Regions from separate parts of the Mus musculus genome. Here regions 2 and 3 are each linked to region 1. Evidence: chromatin contacts called from public HiChIP or PLAC-seq and promoter capture Hi-C data. All regions are on one chromosome and are shown on one strand. Each heading gives the region's core, a stretch centred on a gene start, on an enhancer-like site or on the middle of the called end of the contact. The rest is flanking DNA. Distances are from core to core; before and after follow the strand shown.

Region 1 (2,700 bases), core at 114-2,613:
AGGAGAGAGTTAGACCCTCTTTGGAATGGGACAGCAGACAGGTAAGATGTAGTTGCTAGAGTTTCTGGTATCATGGCAAATTTGCAAGGAATTGGATTTTTTAAAAAAAAAATGTATTTATTATTATAAATAAGTACAGTGTAGCTGTCTTCAGGTGCACCAGAAGAGGGCATCAGATCTCGTTACAGGTGGTTGTGAGCCACCATGTGGTTGCTGTGATTTTAACACTGAGCCTTCTGAAGAACAGTCAGTGCTCTTATCTCAGCCAGTAATTGGATTTTACTTTTTTTTTTTTTTTTTTTTTTTTTTTTAGTTTTTCGAGACAGGGTTTCTCTGTGTAGCCTTGGCTGTCCTGGAACTCACTCTGTAAACCAGGCTGGCTAGTTTACAAGATTAGGTTTTAGTTGTTGCACCCAGAGATTGAGTTACCATTGTTTCTGAACTGAGTTTGTGTTGCGTTTTCCTTCACTCGGTGGCTCATATGGGTTCAAGAAAGGTATGGTGGCAAAGCATGGGATTGCCAGATGTGCACCACAAAGGCATGGGGGATTTGAAGCACGGGGTTGGCGTGGTAGCAACTGCCAGTGGGAACCCGAGAGCTGGGTGGAGAGATTGTGGAGTTTTGAGTCAGTCTCCACAAGATAGAAACAGGCTGGCTGTTGCCCACCAGTGCATGGTCAGCCAGGCCGCTGGGGCAGAGGCACAAGAGTAGGAACGTGCCAGTTCATTTTTTAAATATTTCCTGCAACAGAGCTTTATTTAGGACAGACAAAATCATATCATTTGCACCAAAACGAATGGACTAGGTGAAAATCATCTTGTTAAACATAAAATCCCCAACTCAGAAAGGCAAATAGCTTGTGTGTTCCCCACAGATGGTGTTTGGTTTTTGAAAAAAGACATAAAAGGAGAAGAGACTATTTAGGGGGCCAGAGAGGGAACAGGAGGGGCAGTGGGTAAGCTTGATCAAGAAACATTGTGTCTGGGTGGAAATGTCACAATGAGACTTTTACTGTTTAGAAAGTAAAGAAGAGATACTCTTTTCAAATGAAAACCAGAGCCCAGTAGCTGAAGTTACTTTCTAGGTAACCTGTGATTGATTGCTGTCCATCAGTTTCCCCTTAACAATTTACACAATTAAGCATGGACTGTGAACAGAACCTTTTCTTCTACAAGAAATTCATGGTTTCATTTTCATGCTTTCTTGATTTATTGGAGTTCACTCTCATACACATGCAGACAGCCTCCAGTTTTTGTCTCTGGACTATTGCTTTAAGCTGGCTCCTCCCACATGCCATTGTTTAACTTTCCAGGAGATATTTAAGGAGCTGTAGCAATTTTCCTGGCGTTTATCCTGTGAAAACAGAAGTCTCAAGACCTGCGTGGTTGCATGAGTAACAAGCTATGAATTCTGTATCCCCACGTGTGGTACTAAACGATGGTCACTTCATCCCTGCACTGGGGTTTGGAACCACTGTGCCCGATAAGGTAAGAGTTGTGTCTTGGGCTTAAGAGTTTATAGGAGAAGAGATCAAGGATGTGCTTTTAGATTTGCTCCTGTTTGCTTCAGGCTCACATTAGACATCAGGTCTGCAGATTACAGCTATTCATGTGTAATAGAGGAGTCAGACTTGTTACTGTTCCTTGGAGACTTATCATGTGGACAATATTGTTTATTCTGGGCTCTGCTCTGTTTCTCCTTTAGTTTCAGTCTATTTTACAGTAAATGAAAACCAATCAGTACTACTGCTGTGCTTTGAATTGATTACAAAAGGATTAGTGACATGGATTTTTTTTTCTTTCTGTGCTTCAAATAACTATTCCTCTCAGAAGCCAGAAAACAAATTTGTAGTAGAACTTATTGGAGTTTATGACAAATGATCAGACAAAGAGCAGAGTCTGAGTCCACAGCACAAACTTCAGACCTGCACTGAAGTAGAATTTCTTTCCTACTTTCACTTTAGAAGCATTTACCTAAAAAGAAAATAGAACACTATTTTTGGGGTTAATTATAATTTAACAAAGCAACTCTAAATCCTTGCTCCATGATCCCATTCATGACATTTGAATCAAAATACAACAGGAGGTTTTCCTGGGGAAATGTTTTCATTCTGATCTCATCCTCTGGTTACTTACTCAGTGCGTGGCAAAGACTGGCACTGCAAGCTTAAGTCGCAATTTTCTCATGCAGAAGACATGATCATAGAGATACTTTGACCTCTTCTGATAAGAATTTTTACTTAGCATGCATGCTTGAAAGAGAGGTAAGGAGCAAAGATATCACAGCAGCTCTAGTTTCAGTAAATCTGTAGGAGTCAGTACAGTTTAGAGAAGGGCAGGGCTGCGTTGTGTAAACTGGAACTCAGTGTTTGAGCTCAGTGGTTAAGAGCACTGGCTCCTGTGGCAGAGGAACTAGGTTCAAGTCCTGGCACCCTCATGGTGGCTTACAACTGTCTGTAATTCCAGGTCCAGGAGATTCAAAATCCTCTTCTTGTCTCTGCTGACACCAGGCAACATAGACATGCAGGCTGGCAAAACACTTAAGATAAAATAGTGTTTTTAAATGGAAAACTAAATTATACTATTTTACGTAGATTGAATACATTAGAGAAAACAATTCCTGAAACATTTTGTCGGGCCTTTGATGAATTGAGTCTGATTGGTCCCTGGGCTCACAGGGCAGAAGAGAAAAGGTACACA
Region 2 (2,700 bases), core at 40-2,539, 370 kb after region 1:
TTCTCCATGGAACTCATTTTCCTTAGTAAAGTTACAGTGAATTATCCTTTATTCTTCAACTCTCAGTCAACCTACGCAAACCTTTCTTTTTATTCTCCATTCCCTTTCTGACGTTAAGACCTTCAGGGAGGGTCCATGTCTTTGTGTAGCATGATTCTAACTTAAAATGTAGGACTGACAGCTATTGGTATGTAATTAGGTAGGTCTACATGGACCAAGAAACTTGGCTCAATAGTTGTGCAGTAGAAATGGATTGGTTATTCAGAGACTTAGGTCTGTTCTGTGAGACAGCAGATTCCTCTCCTAATGTTTTCCAGAAATTAACAAGCTCAAAGTCATTCAAACCTAAGTAGTTATGAAGCCATAAACACGCAGATGTATTTACTGAATTTCAAAAATATCATTAATTGTTTTATGATTCTTTTGTGTATGTTGTAAATTGTTTTTGGTAAAAAGTTGATTGGGCACTTAAATAAGGCAATTTCCACTGCATATTTGTAAGAATTGTGCCTGTGTCACTGGGTATTCTAATGAGATATAGAGAAGAAAGATACAAGATGTAATTTACAAATGGATATGTTCAGCTCTCTTTTTTTTCTGTTCTTACACTTGTTAATAATTTATTTTAATGTTTAGTTGTATTTATAGTCTCTGTTTATATATACATATTAACAAGTGTGTTTTATAAGATAGGTAATTGTTTTAATAACAAGAATCTTTATAACCACCAGCACAGGTATGCAGCATTTCATAGTTGGAATCATTTGTAGCTTCCTTCCTTTCTCCCCTTGCTCTCTGCTCCTCTACCCTTCTCTTTTGTTTTCTTTATGATGTTTAGAATGAACCCAGCATTGTAGACACGATAGGCAAGGTTTTTGCCACTGAGCTGCATTCCAGCTTTTTAATTATCTTAAGAATTTCTCATCCATGAAAGTTGGGGATGGAGAGATGGCTCAGAGGTTAAGAGTGCTCTCTGCTATTCCAGAGGTCCTGGGTTTGATCATCAACACCAGCATACAACTAAGAACTATCAATATCTCCAGTTTCAGAAGATTGTATGCACTTTCTGACTTCCATGGGCATTAGTCATGCTTGTAGTGCATGATATAGATGTAGAAATATACCTATAAACATAAAATAACAATAAACAAATCACAGAAATTTAAAACAGAATTCATTCCAGTTTCCTCTTTATGTGTGCAAAGCTGCTTTCATCTTTTTCAACAAACTGCATTGGTTACTCATTACAAGGACATCTAGGATAAGGCCAAGCATTTATTTGCTGTCCTGTGAAAGAAGCCAGAATAGTATCTTCTCAGTTGGTGGGCTGAGAAGCCATGGATTCTAAGCAGCAGACAGTGCGTCTAAGTGATGGTCACTTCATCCCTATACTGGGGTTTGGTACCTATGCACCTCAAGAGGTAATGATAGCAATTGGGGTTGAGAGTTGAAACAAAGAGAGAATTTGGTAGGTGGGTTGATATGGTATGCACAGTCATTGAATTCTGATGTGATTCTTCAGGGCTAACCTAATTCTCTGTTTTAGCAGTCTAGAGTTCTTCCTTGTGCAAGGAAAAGGCAGATGACATTCAGCATCAGGGACTTATCCAAGAGCCTAGTTCCAGATTATTGTGAGCACTAGTTTTTCCTTTCATTTTTCTCCATCCCAATTAGGGAGAGAAAATGAAATACAGCTAAGAGCGCTGCCTGAGCAACACTGATCCTGAGTATATTTTTGAAAAGTGCTTTATCTGCTGCAAAACTGTGCTGTTCTTGTTCATATGCTTGGTAGTTTTATATCACCTTGATGCAAGCTAAAGTCATTTGAGAAGAGGATATGCCAATTAAGAAAATACCTCCATAATATCAAGTTGTAGGGAATTTTCTAAATTAGTGATTGATGTTGGAGAGCCCAGTCCATTATAGGGGATGCCATCAATGGGTTGCTGGTCCTGAGTTCCATAAGAAAGCACACCAAGCAAGCCAAAAAGAGGAAACTGGTAAGCAGCACCCCTCTATTGCCTTTGCAATAGCTGATTCCATCAACAGGAGTTCCTTGCGTTTCTGCCTTGACTTCCCTGAGTGATGGAGTGTGACATTATTGTTGTAAGATGTAATGAACCCTTTTCTCTATGAGTTGCTTTTGGTCATGGTGTTTTGTCAAAGGAATAGAAACTCGAAGACAATGAACCCTGGAGAAACATATTCCACTTTTTGCCTTCAACTTTATACTATAAAATAAACTTTCTTATGTGCTTACTACAGTACCATTACATTTTTATCCTTTAATGCGGTTCTGTATTTTTAATTAAAATTTATCCTACTTGACAAAAAATGTAATTTAATTCCAATCACAATTCCTACAAAATAAGAAATTGAAGCTTAAAAGAGGGCATGTATGTGGGTAATTTTTTTGTATGATGCTCTTAATTTCCTAGATATAGATCTCTTCTTTTGAACATACATCCTGCTGAAAGTTTTAATATTTGCTGTGCAGGCAAAATGGCGTTGTAAAAGACTTTATACTATACCACTATCTCCTCAAGTTCCTTTTGACAAACAACTTTTGATGATACCTAGCCATCTTCTAATTTCATAATGTTATCTTTTTATGATATTGTTGACATCTTCTTATTTCATAACAGAAGGATGGAAGTTTTCTATGAACTGCCTGTGCAAAAAGTAGGGCTCATGTCTACA
Region 3 (2,700 bases), core at 140-2,639, 390 kb before region 1:
CAGTCCAGGATACAAAGTAAGTGCTTCAGATGGTCCCTCATGCATGATACACTCCTAGTCAACACTGACCGTAATGCTCTCTCTAGGTGGTCTTCTTCACTTTCCTGTTATTGCTCCTGAGATTGTATGGTACTCTCTGGCTGCTCATTCTCTTTATCCAAGGCCACTTGTGAAGGTTAGTACTGTCAGCTTGACAGAATCTAGGCTTTCCCAAGAGACAAATCTCCAGGCATAAGTGTTAGAGAGTTGCTAGACTGGGTTAACTGATATGGGAACATCCACTATAAATGTGGGTAGCATGATCCTATGGGACGCCTGGGGACCTGACTGGAATAAAAAGGAGAAATCAAATTGAGCAACAGCATCCATCTCTCTTTACTTCCTGATTGTGGATGTAATGTGACCAGCCATGTCACATTCCTGCAGTCACGCCTCCTGCACCATTGTGGACCGAACCCTTGGACCAGGGACCAAATAAATGTTTCTCTTCTGTAAGTTGCTTTTGTGAATCTTTCTGTTACAGCAATCAGAAAAGTGCCTAGTACATTTTCCTTAAGGCTGGGCACTCCTCGGAGGAATACTGGCCACTTTCCCCAAACCTGTAAATTCTGTTTTCTCCATGTACTCTAAAGAACCAGTCATAACAAGTTTATGGAAACAGGAAAGGGTAGAGTAAGTCAAAACATGCATTTTGGTCTCAAAACAAACCCAGAAACAGATTCACTTCCAAACCATTTCAAGCTATGATGTGGTAAGGCTCAGATGCATGGCTTGTGGGTTCTGCGTCAGTGGGGTCGTTCCCAGCCTTGAAGAAGGGGTCAGTGTTGGGAGTTTACAAAGATGGGGGAATGCAACAGCAGAGGAGATGGTCCCTCATACTGGGGCTGAGAACTTAGTGTTCCCACAGGGCTTCCCACTCTGAGCCAGCCAACAGAGCAGTGCAAACAGCCACCTGGGAGAACAGGGCAGATGGCCTCTCCACTGCGCTGACTGAAAGGCAGTCTTTTCAGGCATACTGCCACACTCCTTCTTTTCCTTGGCCCTCAGGTAACCACAGCCTCTCTTGAGATGGCTTGTTGGTGGCTTTTCCTATTGAGTCTTTGTAGAAGCTCCCCCAGCCTATTTAATTAGTTAGCCCTTTCTTCATAGGCCCCAGGGAGAGTGGGGCCAAGGCCCAGAAACACCCCAAGTCCTGGCTTATTCACATCCTTCTGCATAGAATTGCCCTTTCTTTCCATTTGCCTCTGCAGCCTGCTCTTCTACAGCCAGGGGCATGGTGCTGAGGTTGATGCTGTCTGCTCAAGTGCATGGCCACTGGCTGTACAGTGGAAAGGCAGGCATGAGCTCTTCCTGCAGGAGGAATGACCTGGTGGAGGGTCAGAGGACTCTCTGCTCTCTGACCTGTGAGACCTGGACATGGAACTTATCACTCCCTTCTCAGCACAGGGCTGGGAAGCCCATTAGGTTGAGCAATGGCTCTCCTGAGACCGTGTTTAAGGAAGAAAGAGGTAGAAAGATTCATTCATCCATTGACTCACAAATCCATCCTTTCAGCATTGAGTGGGGGACCTATGTCATTCTAGTCTCTGTAGATTGACAGGAACACTAATCCAAACAGCTGGCTCAAGATAGTATGGGGCTCTGTGCTTGGGGCTGTAGTGGCAGCCCTGAGCTCCAGATCAGCCAGACTGCAAAACTGTGGGGGAAAGAACAGGACTGGAGCCTTGACCCTTGGCCAACTGAGGCTGCAGCTGTTACTGATTACCATGCCTGCCTCATCCCTGGAGGGCTGGCTGCCCTTTCTCCAAAGAGGAAATGCTGATGCCTCCCACAAATTATAGAGAAAAAGTACAAGCTTGTGGTTTCATGGAACCAGCCAAGTCTGCCTCCGAGGCCTGGGCCTTGTGAGCTGGCTCCTTCCACTGCATGTTCAAGGGCCTGGATTGGGAGAACACTATCGAGGATTCAAGCACACGACTTCCTTATCTCCTGTCCTTGTTGAACATGAGCTGCTTTAGAAGGGTCAATGTTCGATTGGCCTCTTCCATACTTGTGATGAGAAATGGGCTACCAGAGACTTTCAGAGCAGGGAGGTCCTTGCCATGTTATTTAACTCTCCTAGCTTCTGTTTATTCTCCAAGGGACTTATAGGATAGCTGTACTTTTGCCTCCAATATTCTTGTGTGTGTGTGTGTGTGTGTGTGTGTACACATTTGTTAGCAAGTACACATGTGCATGTTGAAATAAAACAGATGTCAGCCATCAGTCTTGTTCCTTAGAACTTATTCACCTTCTCCTCTTCCTCCTCTCCCTCCTTCTCTTCCTCCTCCCCTTCTTCCTCTTCCTCCTTCCCTTCCTCCTCTTCCTCCTCTTCCTCCTCTTCTTCCTTCCCTTCCTCCCCCTCTTTCTCCTCCTCCACTTCCTCTTTCTCCTCCCTCTCTTCCTCTTTCTCTTCCACTTCTTCCTCCTCCTCTCTCTCCTCTTCCTCCTTTTTTCTGAGATAGATTCTCACACTGTAACCTGAGTTTGGGGAATCAGACTAGGCTGGCTGGCCAACGAGCCCCAAGGACCATCCTGTTTCCACCTCCTCAGTACTGGGATTACAAGTTCTACACTACCATTCCTGGTTTTTTAATGTAGATTCTGGGGATCAACTTTGGGTTCTCATGATTGTCTGGCAAACATTTCATTGTTTGAGCT

The links. Promoter capture Hi-C pulls out the DNA fragments that hold promoters and counts their contacts. HiChIP or PLAC-seq counts read pairs in DNA pulled down with a chosen protein or histone mark.
Region 2: a contact with region 1 is called in a promoter capture Hi-C map of liver, with 2.0 times the contacts expected there. The contact joins the promoter of Akr1c6 here to the promoter of Akr1c14 in region 1. A contact is called at or near these places in 3 of 39 promoter capture datasets (cranial neural crest, liver and maxillary cranial neural crest).
Region 3: a contact with region 1 is called in a CTCF HiChIP or PLAC-seq map of the NIH/3T3 cell line, with 7 read pairs. The contact joins the enhancer-like site here to the promoter of Akr1c14 in region 1. A contact is called at or near these places in 1 of 15 datasets of contacts at CTCF or cohesin (the NIH/3T3 cell line) and 1 of 9 other capture datasets (adipose tissue).

What each region holds. Positions count from the first base shown.
Region 1 is chr13:4,058,228-4,060,927 of GRCm38.p6, forward strand. It overlaps Akr1c14 (aldo-keto reductase family 1, member C14), which reads left to right and starts at 1,364. Exons shown (of 9, transcript NM_134072.2): 1 at 1,364-1,488. The coding sequence starts at 1,405.
Region 2 is chr13:4,433,054-4,435,753 of GRCm38.p6, forward strand. Akr1c6 (aldo-keto reductase family 1, member C6) reads left to right here and starts at 1,290. Exons shown (of 9, transcript NM_030611.3): 1 at 1,290-1,421. The coding sequence starts at 1,338.
Region 3 is chr13:3,668,487-3,671,186 of GRCm38.p6, forward strand. No RefSeq gene overlaps it. Among named protein-coding and RNA genes, the nearest start is that of Asb13, 36 kb to the left of the region's middle. Within about 2 kb of position 1,390, at least 64 of the 459 cell types and tissues checked have an H3K27ac peak or open chromatin away from gene starts, as enhancers often do. A contact at or near this core is called in the NIH/3T3 cell line and adipose tissue, where this site is marked.